2 separate regions of the Danio rerio genome follow, and region 2 is linked to region 1. The links are chromatin contacts, called in public Hi-C maps. All regions are on one chromosome and are shown on one strand. Each heading gives the region's core, a stretch centred on a gene start, on an enhancer-like site or on the middle of the called end of the contact. The rest is flanking DNA. Distances are from core to core; before and after follow the strand shown.

What was found. A called contact is a pair of places that touch in the nucleus more often than the background predicts.
Region 2: a Hi-C map of an unstated tissue shows a contact between it and region 1, with 2.3 times the contacts expected there. The contact joins two enhancer-like sites. A contact is called at or near these places in 2 of 18 Hi-C or Micro-C datasets (caudal fin and an unstated tissue).

What each region holds. Positions count from the first base shown.
Region 1 is chr8:16,296,984-16,303,880 of GRCz12tu, reverse strand. qsox1 (quiescin Q6 sulfhydryl oxidase 1) reads left to right here. Exons shown (of 12, transcript NM_001128364.1): 7 at 2,661-2,795; 8 at 5,299-5,428. Among named protein-coding and RNA genes, the nearest start is that of qsox1, 18 kb to the left of the region's middle. Within about 2 kb of position 2,675, at least 7 of the 62 cell types and tissues checked have an H3K27ac peak or open chromatin away from gene starts, as enhancers often do.
Region 2 is chr8:16,342,741-16,350,404 of GRCz12tu, reverse strand. cep350 (centrosomal protein 350) reads left to right here. Exons shown (of 39, transcript XM_073910149.1): 14 at 1-109; 15 at 632-765; 16 at 905-1,076; 17 at 3,373-3,626; 18 at 3,708-3,868; 19 at 3,964-4,074; 20 at 4,605-4,745; 21 at 5,120-5,253; 22 at 5,605-5,709; 23 at 5,809-5,975; 24 at 7,476-7,664. Among named protein-coding and RNA genes, the nearest start is that of cep350, 27 kb to the left of the region's middle. Within about 2 kb of position 1,479, at least 9 of the 62 cell types and tissues checked have an H3K27ac peak or open chromatin away from gene starts, as enhancers often do.

The sequences.
Region 1 (6,897 bases), core at 1,426-3,925:
AGTGTTTAAAAACAAATAGTAAGATAAAGTTCATTTGTTCATCAGTTAACAATGATTAATACTAGCGCTGGACAAAGATTAATCACATCCAAAGTTTGTTTTGACATAATTAAAGTGTGTGTACTGTGTATGTTTATTATATAAACATCAATATAACTATATAAACATACATTTTACACACAGGCATGCATGTTTATTAGACAAAATGCTTTTCTTTATATTTACATGTAAAATATATGTGCATATGATACAAATTTTAATATCTATGTAGCAAAATTGTTTATATATTTATATCTTGCTTTGTGTGCGTGTGCGTGTGCGTGTGCGTGTGCGTGTGCGTGTGCGTGTGCGTGTGCGTGTGCGTGTGTGTGTGTGTGTGTGTGTGAATTCAAAAATTAAAAATTATAAATTAAAAATAAACTTTACAGTATTGTATACATTTACAGTTATACAATATCAATTGTGAAAATAATTCAAATAAATAATTACCTAATCAATAAACCAAACCATATTGGTCATCACATTTAAACCTGTTTGAACAGATTTCTTTATATAAATCCGTTAAAAGGGAGTCTTCATTATTTTTTTTTTCAAAAAATGTGATAATAGGTTGTCATGTCTCGTACATTTTTTTTTGGACAGATTCTTTCATTAAAAATGAAATTTTCTCTCATTTCAAATATAAAATCAGATCACACATTCACATTGAAGCTTTAGATAAAGCTGCTGATTTCTACTCAATTAGTATTCTTCTCTTTGCTAACAAAGTAGCAAAGGCGATAACATTTTTTTCTTTGTTTGTCAATGATATTTTGTGCTCTGGTACACCACAAATAGCTAATTCAACACAAGGTTTTATTTCTAAATTAAAGGCACCGTTTAATGTTTTAAACTATATATATGATTATTATTATTTTGAATGCGAATAATCTTTGTCCAGCACTAGTTTATATAATCAATAGCAATTAAAGAGCAAATTATTTGTTAATATTGATTAATATTTGTTTGTTATAATAAATATACAGATGTTCGTCTCATCCCAGTTCTGTTAAATAGTATTGTCTCATATATTATTAAAATAAAGAGGTGTTTTTAATGTTTAAATTCATGGTAACATTATTAATAAAAACTAAAGATTTTTGAATCTTATCTGTAATGTAGTTCACTAATGTGCTGGGCGATTTGGCCTAAAATCAAAATCTTGAATTATTGAACATTTTAACTCGATTAAGATTAATGAACGGTTATTTCATTTATTTATTTTTTGCCCTCAGGTTTTGTACAGTAAATGTGCTCACATATTACAAGACAGAGATTTCTAAATGAAGGGTGCATTACTTGATTTTAAAATAATTAAAGAAAACACACACTATCTACTATCTTTGATTATTTATTGAACATCACAGTAAAACATCTGAAATTAAACACACACTGGCTAAAATGAACAGTCACTGTTTTTTATAAAAAAGAAAAAATGAATAACTTGTGCTTTTGAAAATAAAAGCAATTATTTTCAATGTTTTTGATTTTAAATAATAGAAAACAAGCAGTATCTCTTCTAAATAACTCTTGCATATCCTGTAAATAATAATTTAAATGGTGCATTTCTTGCATCTTCTGTAAACAAATATTTTAATTTAAATAATAATTTTGATGTAATGGAAAATATGTCGTCTCATGGAATCTGTGGCACAGCTTCCAACCATCGTCATTGTGGTGCATAGTAACACAATAGTAACAAACAGAGCAGGGTCACGTGACTCCACATGAGGTCAGGTAAGTAATTGGAAAAATTTGATCGATTATTGGTTCGCAATGATGATTTTGATTACTATTCGATTAATAGCCTAGCCCTACTGTAATCCCAATTTTTAAAAATCAATACTTTCATTCAGCAAGGGTGTGTATTTTAATTGAAATAATATACCACAAAATGTTGTTTATATTTTTAAAAAAAATTACAAAAATAGTTTTTGCTGTATTTTTGATCAAATAAAGTGAACAAACCTATAAAAATACTTTTTTTTTATTGTGTAAATTTAAGTATGTGATTTAGCAGAAAATATACACTGTAAGAATCACCTTGCCACTCTATTTGTCTATTAAGCTTGTTTTACAAAAAAAAATCTGGGTCTATTAAAATGGAGACATTTTAAAATTTCAACTAAATCTGATTGAATGATTTATATATTGTTTTGTACAGTACTTTAGGAGCTGTTTCTTGCCAAGCAAATAGCCTTTAGTGTTGTTGAGCATGTGTCTTTGATTATTTGTTTATAAAATTGTAATAAAGTAATGCCAAATTTGAAATCTATTATGATAATCGCTGTCACATCTGATGCACTAGTTCATTTTTCACCCGATGTTTTAAGAGTGCAAGCTCTACTCATTTGATGAACTGCATTTTGCATACTGTATAACAGTGTAGTATATATTTGCACATAGAATGACTGCCTCTGGCTCTAGCCTTAACCTTTAACTCCTCTTAATCCCTGTCCCAAACTGAGCTGATTCAGCAAGCAGCAGCTCTATAAACATGGACTCTGAGCTTATTTGGAGTCTGGCAACCACTGACATCCACTCCACATACTTGTTTTCACATACTTGAGGTCGTGTTAGTGGTTATGTGGCCCTTATTCTTTCTTTTTTTTCTTTTTCAGACTCAAAGAAGCTCGAACCTTCTACTCGTACGCCCTCCAGAGGCTGCCAGGAGTAGTGCGGACTGGAAAACACCAAACTCCCATCACTGAACTCATCAAGAACTCCACTCTGCAGGAATGGAGGCCATTTAACAAGTTAGTGCATACTTTATCAACCAATAATAATATTTTTTAATTTTTAGACATGCTTTACATATTACTTATTGCTGTCAGTAGATTAATTGTGATTAATCACATAAAAAAATTTATTTACATTGTAAGTATGTATGTACTGTAGATATTTATATTGTATATGTATAAATACATGTATATATTTGAGAAAAGGCTTGTTTTTATTTATAATTTAAATATTTATGTCTAATACAAAGTTTTATATATATATATATATATATATATATATATATATATATATATATATATATATACATATATATATATATATATATATATATATATATATATATATATATATATATATATATATATATATATATATATATATATATATATGTATATGTGTGTGTGTGTATGTATATATATATATATATATATATATGTATATATATATATATATGTATATGTGTGTGTGTGTATGTATATATATATATATATATATATATATATGTATATATATATATATATATACACACACACATATATATACATATATATATATATATACATATATATATATATATACACACATATATATATGTATATATATATATGTGTGTATATATATATATATATATATATATATATGTGTATATATATATATGTATATATATGTGTGTGTGTATGTATATATATATATATATATATATATATATATATATATATATATATATATATATATATATATATATATATATATATGTATATATATATATATATACACACACACACATATATATACATATATATATATATATACACACATATATATATGTATATATATATATGTGTGTATATATATATATATATATATATATATATGTGTATATATATATATGTATATATATGTGTGTGTGTGTATATATATATATATATATATATATATATATATATATATATATATATATATATATATATATATATATATATATATATATATATATTTTTTTTTTTAATAAATAGTTTTAATTATATATACACATTATTTATACACAGTGACTACACACACATTTATTTAAATGCAAACTTTAATTTTGGATATGATAAATTGTTTGACAGCTCTGATATTAGTGCTTAACTTAAATACAACAATTATTTATAGTGTCTGGATAAATGCACAAATGTTATAGGATGCTAAATATTAAACTGTAATTGTAAGAAGCTAAAAATTAAAAGAATCGGTCTTTGAAATATTTTGAACTTTTAATATTTTGAATACTTAAACTTTTATCAGTCAAAGTATCATTTACAAGTTCTATAATGTATGGTTTTCTACAATAGTGATAGAATATCGTTAAAGCATTCTGCATGAAAGTTTGTTTCTCATGATTCTTTCTTTATTTTTTCCAGTTTGGGGTTGGAGTTAGAGTTTTACAGTTTTGATTTGTGGGGGATAAATTCAGTTATGTGTTATGTGATGTAATCAGTTATGTGATTAGAATCTGGCTTTTTTTTCTGAAAAAAATAATTGCAAGATTTTTAATTCAATTCATGTTTATTTCTATAGCGCTTTCACAATGTAGATTGTGTCACTTAACACAGTTCTAGTAAAATACAGATTTTAGAGATGAAGTTCAGTTTAGTTTAGGTTAAGTGTGGTTTATTTTCACTGTGGAAAGTCCAAACACTGAAGAACAAATCCACAGCTCCACTCAGAAATCTCAGAAATATGGGAAAAATCTTAATTTTTTTAAATAAATCAATTAATTAATTCATTCATTCATTCATTCATTTATTCATTCATTTTATTTTCTGCTTATTCCCTTTATTAATTTGGGGTCGCCACACCGGAATGAACTGCCAGACAATTTAGCTTACCCGATTCACCTATAGCGCATTCCTCCACACCCTGAGGAAACCCATGCCAACATGGGGAGAACATGCAAACTCCACACAGAAATGCCAACTGACCCAGCCGGGACTCAAACCAGCGACCTTCTTGTTATGAGGTGACAGCGCTACCCACTGCGCCGCCTAAAGTCTGAATTGTGAGATGGAAAATCTGAATTTAAGGGTACAAGTAAAATAGAAATGCAGAAAAGAATTTAAATTATGAGATGGAAATGAATTTTTCTGGGGAAAAGACCTGAATTGTGAAATTTTCAAATTCTGAGTGAGAAGTCAAAAGTGTGAAAAGGGAAAAGTCATTTTTGCAGACCTTGCAGTCTGAAGAGTCTGAAAAGTCAGACTTGGTGTAAACTTAGAAATCTGTAGAAAAAAAACTTTACAGTGGCACATGAAAAAATCTGAATTACACAATCAAAATTCTGAGGAAAAATATAAACAGTAGATATAAAAAAAATTGGTTTAGTTTATTTAAATGTTTCTTTATTTTTTATTTTGTGGTGGAAACAAGCTTCCCTATATTTAACAATACTTTATTATGTCATTTGGCCTTTTTGATTTAAATGGTGCACCGAATGTCAGTAATAACCCTACATGGAGCTTGTGTTTATGGATACAGGTCGCGTGTGTATATGTCTGATCTGGAGTCAGCGCTTCATTACTCTCTGCGTGTGGAGTTATCTAGTCACACCAGCATCAGCGGAGACGATCTGATTGCACTGAAGAAGTACATAAATGTGCTGGCTAAGGTGAGCCACTCCAATAAACACAAACACTCTGGGAATATTTACGGTAATGATAATAACGGCTGAATCATTCAGGTCAGTTCACATGACAAACCACTAGAGGGAGATACACTGAACATTACAATCCAAGATGTGTTTGTCTAAGCCTTAACAGAGAATTTCAGACTTTGTGGCCTTAAATGATCTTTGACGTGAGTCAAGATGTGGATTATAAATTATGCAACATTTTTAAAAGCTTTGTAGTTGTTTTGTTTATGCTGTTTTGTGTCGATTTGTTTTCCCGATATTTAGGAATAATTTCTTTTCACTCTAAAAAAATACTGGATTACAAACCAATTCCGGGTGTAATACGGGCTAAACCAAATGCTGGGTTATTTATTTTTTTATTAAATTTCACCTAATGTTTGAGTTTGTCCATATTTGAAATTACCCTGCATTTCTAAGTGTTGTAAAATACTTTCTAATCTCAAGTTATTCTTATTTATTGCTTATCCCCTGCATAAATTTTTTCAATTTCTTTTTAAATGCTAATCAAAGGCTGGAAGAAGAATTTCAAAGGATTTGTACTTTTTTAGTTTGCATGTTTACCCCCTTGTTGGTGTTTTTTCCTCTGGAGGCTCCGGTTTCCCGCACAGTCCAAAGTCATGTGGTGTTGACCAATTACCAACCTACGTCACACATGACGTCACACGGGTCCCCGGTTGCAAAAAACAGACAGGCTACAATGGGAAAGATGTAATGTTTTGCGGTAGGATGCCGAATTCGAGTCCAAAAATGGAAAACTTAACTTTTACCATACACCACACACTGCTTTAATACCAACTGCAGACGTCTTTGGCTAAATGGGAGCTGAATGAAGTGAGGAGCTAATTAGAAATGCTGGACTCTGCAGTTCTCATGTCATATCAGGTCAGTTCACGCTATGCTGAATCAGACACATCACTCGTTTTTGATTGCAGAAATGATTTCAGCAAAAACAGTTACATGTGGTTAATTAAACTGCTGACACTGAATGCTAATAACGAAACGTGAAAGTTACTTTTATTAAGGTAAAGTTGGTTTTATATTCACACATTCATTCAGTGACAACTTGTGACAAACTCCCTATATTGTTTACCACGGCACTTTGAATATTCGGTCTGAAATAACCTGCAAGTGTGACTTGAAAACAACATTAGCACTGTTTATTTGACTGTGAACAATGTTGTACTTTGATAGTCATTGGCTGCTAATATGATTTTGCTATTTAGAGTTTGCAAATAATACTTTAATAAAATTATATTATTAAGGAGAAAGTCTGAATGTGCGAATATAAAACCAACTTTACCTCTATGTGTAGGTACACATACCCTGCCGTACATGTGAAGTTCACTGTCAGAATGCAGTGGTTTTGCGTGTTGGTGATTAATTACCCAGGCCTTGTAGAACGTTAGCTCCGTCTTGTTTCCTTGTCTTTGGCTAGGCGGTCTCTC
Region 2 (7,664 bases), core at 230-2,729, 48 kb before region 1:
CTGTTTTGTCTGGTGCCAGCTCATTGGATGGAATCGTTTATGAAGATGACTTCATTTCTTCACGTGCAAGTAGCCAATCAGCATCCAAGAGAAGCCCCAATGGGCTCAGGTAAACATTGTTTTTTTTAATTCTCAATAAATCCCTAAATTATAAATTGAGATTGCTTATAAAGAGGAAGAACAGATTTAATTTAGCACAAATTGTAGTAATCAGCCTGAAGAGGGCAGTGTTGGACTATCGTCACATCATCCTTTCTATTTCATGTTTTCCATGCAGAAAAATAATAGATAGCATGTGTATGTGCAGTATATAAGATGAATGTAAACTCTACTACTTACTTTTGCCAAGCTGGTCATTCCAGATATTTACTGAGAGATAATGATGTCAGTAAAGATGATGTCCTTTACTGTAAAAATGTATCATTATGAAAACCACTAGACAAGGTTTTAGCTTGCTTGTCGTTTCTGCTGTTTTTACTTATGTAAAGTTTATAATGATGTGAGTTAGTTGTTATTTCATTGCTACTCCATGTTATTAGTTTATTCAAACATACACAGATTTTACTGTGAAAACAGCTGTACATGCTGGTATGCCAATAAAAACAAACAAATGAATGCCTTCTCTCCACAGTAATGGCCTTGGTCATTTCAGTCCTCCAGACGATGTGTTAAGTGGCAGATCTGCATACAGCAACAGAGCTCAGCGTTCACCAGCTCTCACACCTCTCTCCTCTCCACACTCAGCCAGCTCAAGTAGCAAGAGAGGTCAGACATATCCTAGAGGGCTACTTTTTTATCCTGAGTGTCATTTAGTGTGTAAAATCTTCCTATAGGGCTATCAGAATTACTAGTATTTAGTTTGTTGTGTCATGATTTAATTTTATCTTCGTGTACATTCCTTCAGCTTCAGAAAGGAGCTTGCAAGAAGGACAAAGAAACACATTTTCCGCAATTTCAGATCTCCCTGCTGAAGGTTTTAAGAAGAGCGGCTCAGAGAAAGCATCCAGTCGCAGCTCTCACAGGAGCGTGGACACAGACAGCACTCTGGGGGGCATCTCTATACACTCCATCCACAGGTACAGACGGTTAAACACATATATAACACAGATATACCTTTAAAACGTATGCCTTTCGGTCAACATAAGGTGAATAAAAACATTTACTCTGACTGCCATGTGTACCCTCATGCTAATTTTTTGAAACTTGGCAGAATTGTAGATTCATGCCATTCTGCTAGTCCACCAGTTACCGGACGTGAACTTAAACATTATAAGCACAGTCCGGAAATATCCTTAAAAGCAACATCCTTGCTGTTCCCGTTTATCATAATTATCGGAGCCCAGAGGAGCCAGTGTCAATATTAGTGCTGCTATATGTCAGGTGAAGGGCCCTTCTGAAAACGAGGTGGGAGGCAATGCGCACACACACTGACTCTTTTGTTTAGTCAACTATCTGCGCTGCTGGCCAGGCTCATTGCCAAGGAGATATTTCCCTCTAGTGTGACATTCGAGCCTCCCTGTGGCATTTGTTGAAGCCTGTGAGTCAGATTCCCATCATGCCTTCCTGCCTTTTCAGCATTCTGAGAGCCGTATCCTTCAGAGATGTGGTCTCTGGATGATTTTATACAGTAGCAGAGGATTTTAATTGGATCAATATTAGTTTATGGGTCACCCCTGTCATCGGTACACATAGTTTTCTTCCACCGTAGGGCAAATTCTTTATTATTAAGAAAGTGGACTGGTAAAGTTTGTTTTGTGCACTGTTACACCCAAGAGTTAACCTTTTTTTATTTTTTATTTTTTTTTTTTTTAAGTCAATTGTTAAATAATTATTTAAAAAAAAATGCTAATTTAATTATACAGTTATTTATTGATAACAGTTTTTCCAATTTAACTTTTGCTTTTTGAAAACCTGTATAAAATGTATTTATTAAGATATTATATACCATACCATATAATATTTTATTTAAAAAAAAATTATATTTCCTATTCTCATTATTTAATATTAAAAGATCTAATCATACAAAACTTAATTCATACACTTTCAGAAATAAAGGTACAAAATCTGTCTCTGGGCCAGTAGCTTTTCAAAAGGTAGATTTTTGTTCATAACAGGTCCTTAATGGTAAATATTAATACTTAAAAAGTACAAATGTGTACCTCATAGTACATTAAGGGAACAAAAGTGTACCCTAAAGCTACTAATGGCCTGTTCCACTGAGTGGTACAGTACGTGTCACATTCATCAGGCTTGCATTTCCACTGCTAAAAGGGTACCAATGGTACTCTTTTGGTGGGTGTGGTGTATGACAGAAAGTTTCAGTCAACGTTATTCTCGCTCAAGGAAATGTCAAAGTAAAGTTGTAATGTTACAGGTCGTTTACATATCATATGAGAAGCACTTCTCACAAAACCGATGCTTTATACACAAATACTGGTGTATAAATGTTCATTACTAATCTTTCTATGAACATGATTTAATTAGTACTGCAGTTTAACGAAATAGCCTACTGTAACCTTTGCAATTGTATACAATAAATAAATTAATTAATTAATTAATGCAAAATATAAAAACACATACAGCCCCTTACAGTCTCTGATATGTTATCAACTACAGAAAAACTACACACAGCATACATTTAGTCCTTATTTGGGTTCTAAAACAACATGCAACATATAGCCCACAGTCAGCTCAAACCTCTCATCTGTATCTTTAGTCATCGCTAGCATATGTAACCTCTTGTTAGAAAGTAAATCCGTCATTCCGAGTTTATATTAGTCCAAAAGGTGATGATAATAGTTAAACATGGCAGTTTGTTCATGCTGAAACTATCATTTGCTCCTTTTTTTGTCGGGCTTCTCTTTTGTTTTTTCAGGCTTCTCTCTCGCGTTTGTCCATTTTTTAAAGGATTGGGTGTCAGAAGCACTTCAATAATCACTTGCACTTTATTATCATTAGCTCAGCAAGTTCGCTGTTTGAAAATTTAGACACGTGGTCAGGTCAAGCAAGAAAGTGAACCTGCACACACTTTAGATGGCCTTGTAAAAAAAACTACGGGGCACAGGGTAGATTCTGCTCTTATTTTTGGCTTTGTGGCTGTTCATCAAGACGACAACAAGGTTTGTTTGAGCCTTTGCAAAGGGTACCCAAAAAGTGGTACGGTTTGCTTTTAGGTGACAGTGGAAACAGCCTTAAAAGGGAACCGTACCGTACCGTAACACTCAGTCGAAACGGGCCATAATATTCACATGTATGGTACAAAAGTGTACCAATTAAAAAGGTAACACCCCAGTGATTATGTACCTTAATTTCTGAGTTTGTATTAGTATCAGTACTATTATTGATTATTTGCACCATATGTTCTTTCATTAGTCTTTTTGGCTCTGAGGGAAAGAAGTCTCCCCGAAGCGCTCTGGCGACTCCTGCTGCTGCTTCTCCAGCCAGCTCTGGTTCTTCTCGGTTGTCTCCAGGTGACTGTATCCCATCTAAAGGGTCTGTCCAAGGGTCAGGTTCCCCTCACGCAGCTCTACCCAGTTCCTCCTCATCTTCCTCTTCAGCAGTCCGGGCTAAATCCAACCCCTCGCCACATACTCAAAGCCCAGGAAGAACAGAGCACAGAACTACAGGTAAACTCTACACCGAAAATGCAGATATGCATTTGAGGAATGGATTTGGTTTACTCTGCAATGTCTCCTCCGCTTCAGCAGAGCTCAAGTTTGCTCCTGGGGTCTTGCATCAGCGCCTGTCTGCTGAGCTCAACTACCTGGATGCAGTGGAGGAGTCGGTACGACAGCTCGGTGATGTGGAGAGAGTGAGAGGAGTGTCTCTCGCTCAGCAAGAAACCGTCTCACTTGCACAGATTCTGAAGGTGAAGCTCTGCACCTGCTTAAGCAATTATCTCATTTACTGTGACCTTCTGGTCGAGTGATTTAAGAGTGATCTTTTAACCTTTGACTCTTTTAGTCCCAACAGCAGAGGCATGAGCGTGACCTGTACCTGCTGAGGATGAAGGCAGAGCAGGAAGCCCTTGAAACACAGATGCAGCTGGAAGAAAGCAGACAGAAGGCTGCACGGGTAATTATACCAGAGTGTTGAAGGGAGAGTTCACCCAAAAATGAACATTCACTAATTTTTTACTAATCTTCAAGTCGTTATAAATCTGTTGAACACAAAAGAAGATATTTTGAATAAAGATAAACATTTGTAACCATTGACATCCATAGTAGGAAAAACAAATAGTATCGATGTCAGTGGTTACAGGCTTTTAGCTTTCTTCAAAATATCTTATTTTTTGTTTAACAGAAGAAAGAAACTCAAACAGATTTGGAACAAGTGAATGAAGAGTAAATGATGACAGTTTTCATTTTGGATGAACTGTCCCTTTAATATTTAAAAACCTTTTGGTGACTAATCAAGTCAGTTTGATGTCAGACTTTGGTTTGTTTAGTATGAAGCCTGTTTGTTTAACTTTGTAAAGTACATCCTGGGATACATTTGAAACTTTGTTCAAGAAGTTTATTTGTTACAAAAAGAAAGATCTGCAGGATTTTTTAGTTAAACTTGAAGTTAAATGATTAAATTTAATGATATTTGGTTGATTCAAGGTTCATGCAGAGCTGCAGGAGAGTTTGCTTCAGTCTCAACAGCAGGCGTTAGGAGGTTTGCATGAGGCCACAAACAAGATGATCAACCAGCAGGCTGAGGCCGCACGACACACAGCTGAAACAGCACGACACATTAAAGAAGTGAGACGTTATTACTCTTAAAACATTTGTATTAATTTTTTTAGGCTGAATAAAATGTATGTTTAAAAAAAGCTTTGAATGAAATTAACAAATGTGTTCTTGACAACCAAGTGAATTTAGCTGAAGTTACTTAAATTACAAACTAGAAACAAAACAAAAAAAAATCAACTAAAACTTTAAATAAAATAAATGAAAGTAATGTGTAGTTACAAACTCTTGGGTTCTTTATTGTAGAAAAAAAAACTACATTTTAGAAACAAGATTACATGCTTATTTGCTCAGTGTAAATTACACTTTTTCAAGGATTATACGTTTTGTTAATTCTCTCTCTCTCTGTCTCTACACCCCCCCCCCCCCCCCCCCTCTCCCCGTAGATGACTGAGCTGGCGCGTTCACAGATTGTAGGAGCACTAAGTGTTCCTGGACCCTCCATTACAGCCCTGCATGACCAGCAGAGACAGCACAGCCGCAGTTCAAAACCGCACCAGACACAAACCCACACAGACAGGTATCATCTCACCTCTGAGACAGATATTCTTCATAGTTGTTTACCCTCCTATTTCATGCTTGCTTTAGCTTATGAGCCAGATAGGCTTCAATAAAGGATTACCTCATAAGTAAATGAATATCTGCCATTATTATATGTCATTCCAATCATTGTGAAAGCTTACAAATGGGAAAGTACTGATGAGGAATTATTTAGAGATGAGTAGCTCATGACAAAATTTTTGTTTTTGGATGAACTATCCTTTAAACCGTGCCTTGCATTTACTAAAGTGAAATGTTTTTTCTAATTTGTCATAGTAGTGAATGCAATATATACATCAGTAATGTTACTGTTTTGGATCTTCTCCAGTAGTTGGAAAAGCGAAATGTCTCCTGAGAGACATCAGAGTCCATCAGAGGTCGAGACGCCACCAGACAGCCTCTCAGAGTCCATCCCTTCCAGAAGACCCACCATCAGGTAACACATTTCATTTTAGCTGATTTCTTTCATTTACAGATTATAAATAATTGGTCTTATAGAACAGTCTGTTAATGCTCATTTCTGTCTGTTTTAAAGTGGGGGTGGCAGTAGTAGTACCCAATTGAGTCCACCTCATTCTGGTCAAACGGAAAGGAGGACACCTGGTAAAGACAGAAGCAGTAGTTCAGTGGAGGACCAGGCTCACACTGCTGCCGATGACTCTCTTTGCTCAAACAGTGTGCTTGGCCCTCTTGAAGAGAAAGGTAAAGCTTGTATTGAGTGATATTCATGTGTATACAGTGCTGCAGACTGCTTTATTTCCTTTTGCTGCACGATATTGGGAGAATGTTGAATATTGCAATATTGATAAAGAAATTAGTTAAAAATCATATACGTGTAATGATCAAACGAAAATATTTGAAGCATATAAAAATATTAAACGTACTCTAATTCTCTTTAATCTAATTCAGGCTAAAAAAACTTTCAAGGAAGGTGCAAAGACTTTGACTTTAAAATACAATGTATTGTCAAAAACCTCAGTAGACATTCTGATTTCTGGTTTGGTTTTATCATAGACATATAAACACTAAATGCATTACTCTCAAACATTATTTTTATTCCCATAAGCAACACAGCATCTTAAACTAGTCCGTATTTTAAGCAAAACGCTTCCTTGCCTGTTTTTATAAATAAAGTATACAGTCCTTAAATAATTGGTATGAAGTGGAAATACTAACATCTTGTCCACATAATTTTTCGATATCTTTAGTTTAGCTCTACTACCAGTGCAAATAAACGATACAGTTCCACTCAACTGATAAGCCAGGATATTTTCTTGCAATTGAGATAAATCGAGCATCAAAACAGAATGAAATAACAATACTTGTTTGAACTATACACAGCACACATATGAACCAGAATGAAACGTCTTTTTTTGTAAACCCCTGCCTTTTTCCATGACATTGACTAGAAATACCTCTAAACGGTAACAGTCAGGTTAGAAAGCTTTTCATTTCGTTTTTTTTTTTTTTTTTTTTTTTTACAGAAACAGGAACCATTGGCAGAAATGTGGGATGTTGATATGCAATAATGTCTACATTTTTTTGTAATTAAATTATATCAGTTGTGCATTTGTACTAAATAAATGTTTAAATTTTTTATAACATCATAGAAAACGTAAAATCATTTTATCATAATAATCAAAATGGTTATTATGATCTACAAATGATCAACTGCTTTCATTTGATCAAAACTCTTATCAGATAATAATGTGACATTATTAATACTATGAACTCTTATTAACATTATTCAAATATTGAAATCTGTATTTTAAATGCATTCATGTGATGCCAAAGCATATTTTCAGCGGCAGTTATCAGTCTTTATTATCACAATCTAAATAGAAATCATTGTGATATGTTAATTTGGTAATAAATAAGCATGTCTTGTTGTTCATGGTGAAAATTTTACTGTGCTATACTTGTGGTTATTATGATCTACAAGTGGGATGAGGCTATAATAACCTTCAGTTCGCTTTGTTTTTGTTCTTGCTATTTTCCTGTAAAATGTGCTTCTTTAAGAGATAAAAATGTTATTATATTTTTACATGTGCAGCGCTACCAAATCAAGTGTTGGTGAAACCATCTGTAGAACTTGTATCTAACGGTGCCACTGCTGTCAAATGTCAGCCTTCACCCCTGACATAGCCAGTTCTAAGAAATGAGTCGTTTTAATCACTTCTCTTATATTCCTCCAATCAGCAGACTGTGCCTCCATAGCAACAGAGTACTCTGTGAAGTTTGACGATTCGATGACCGAGGATGACATCGAAGAAAGATCGTTCCGCTCTCTTTTACCATCTGAGGCTCACCGTCGCGAATCACTGGACAAGAAGCCTGAAGCTCATCTCGAATCTGATGAAGACCACAACCATGACCAATCCAGCCCTAGAG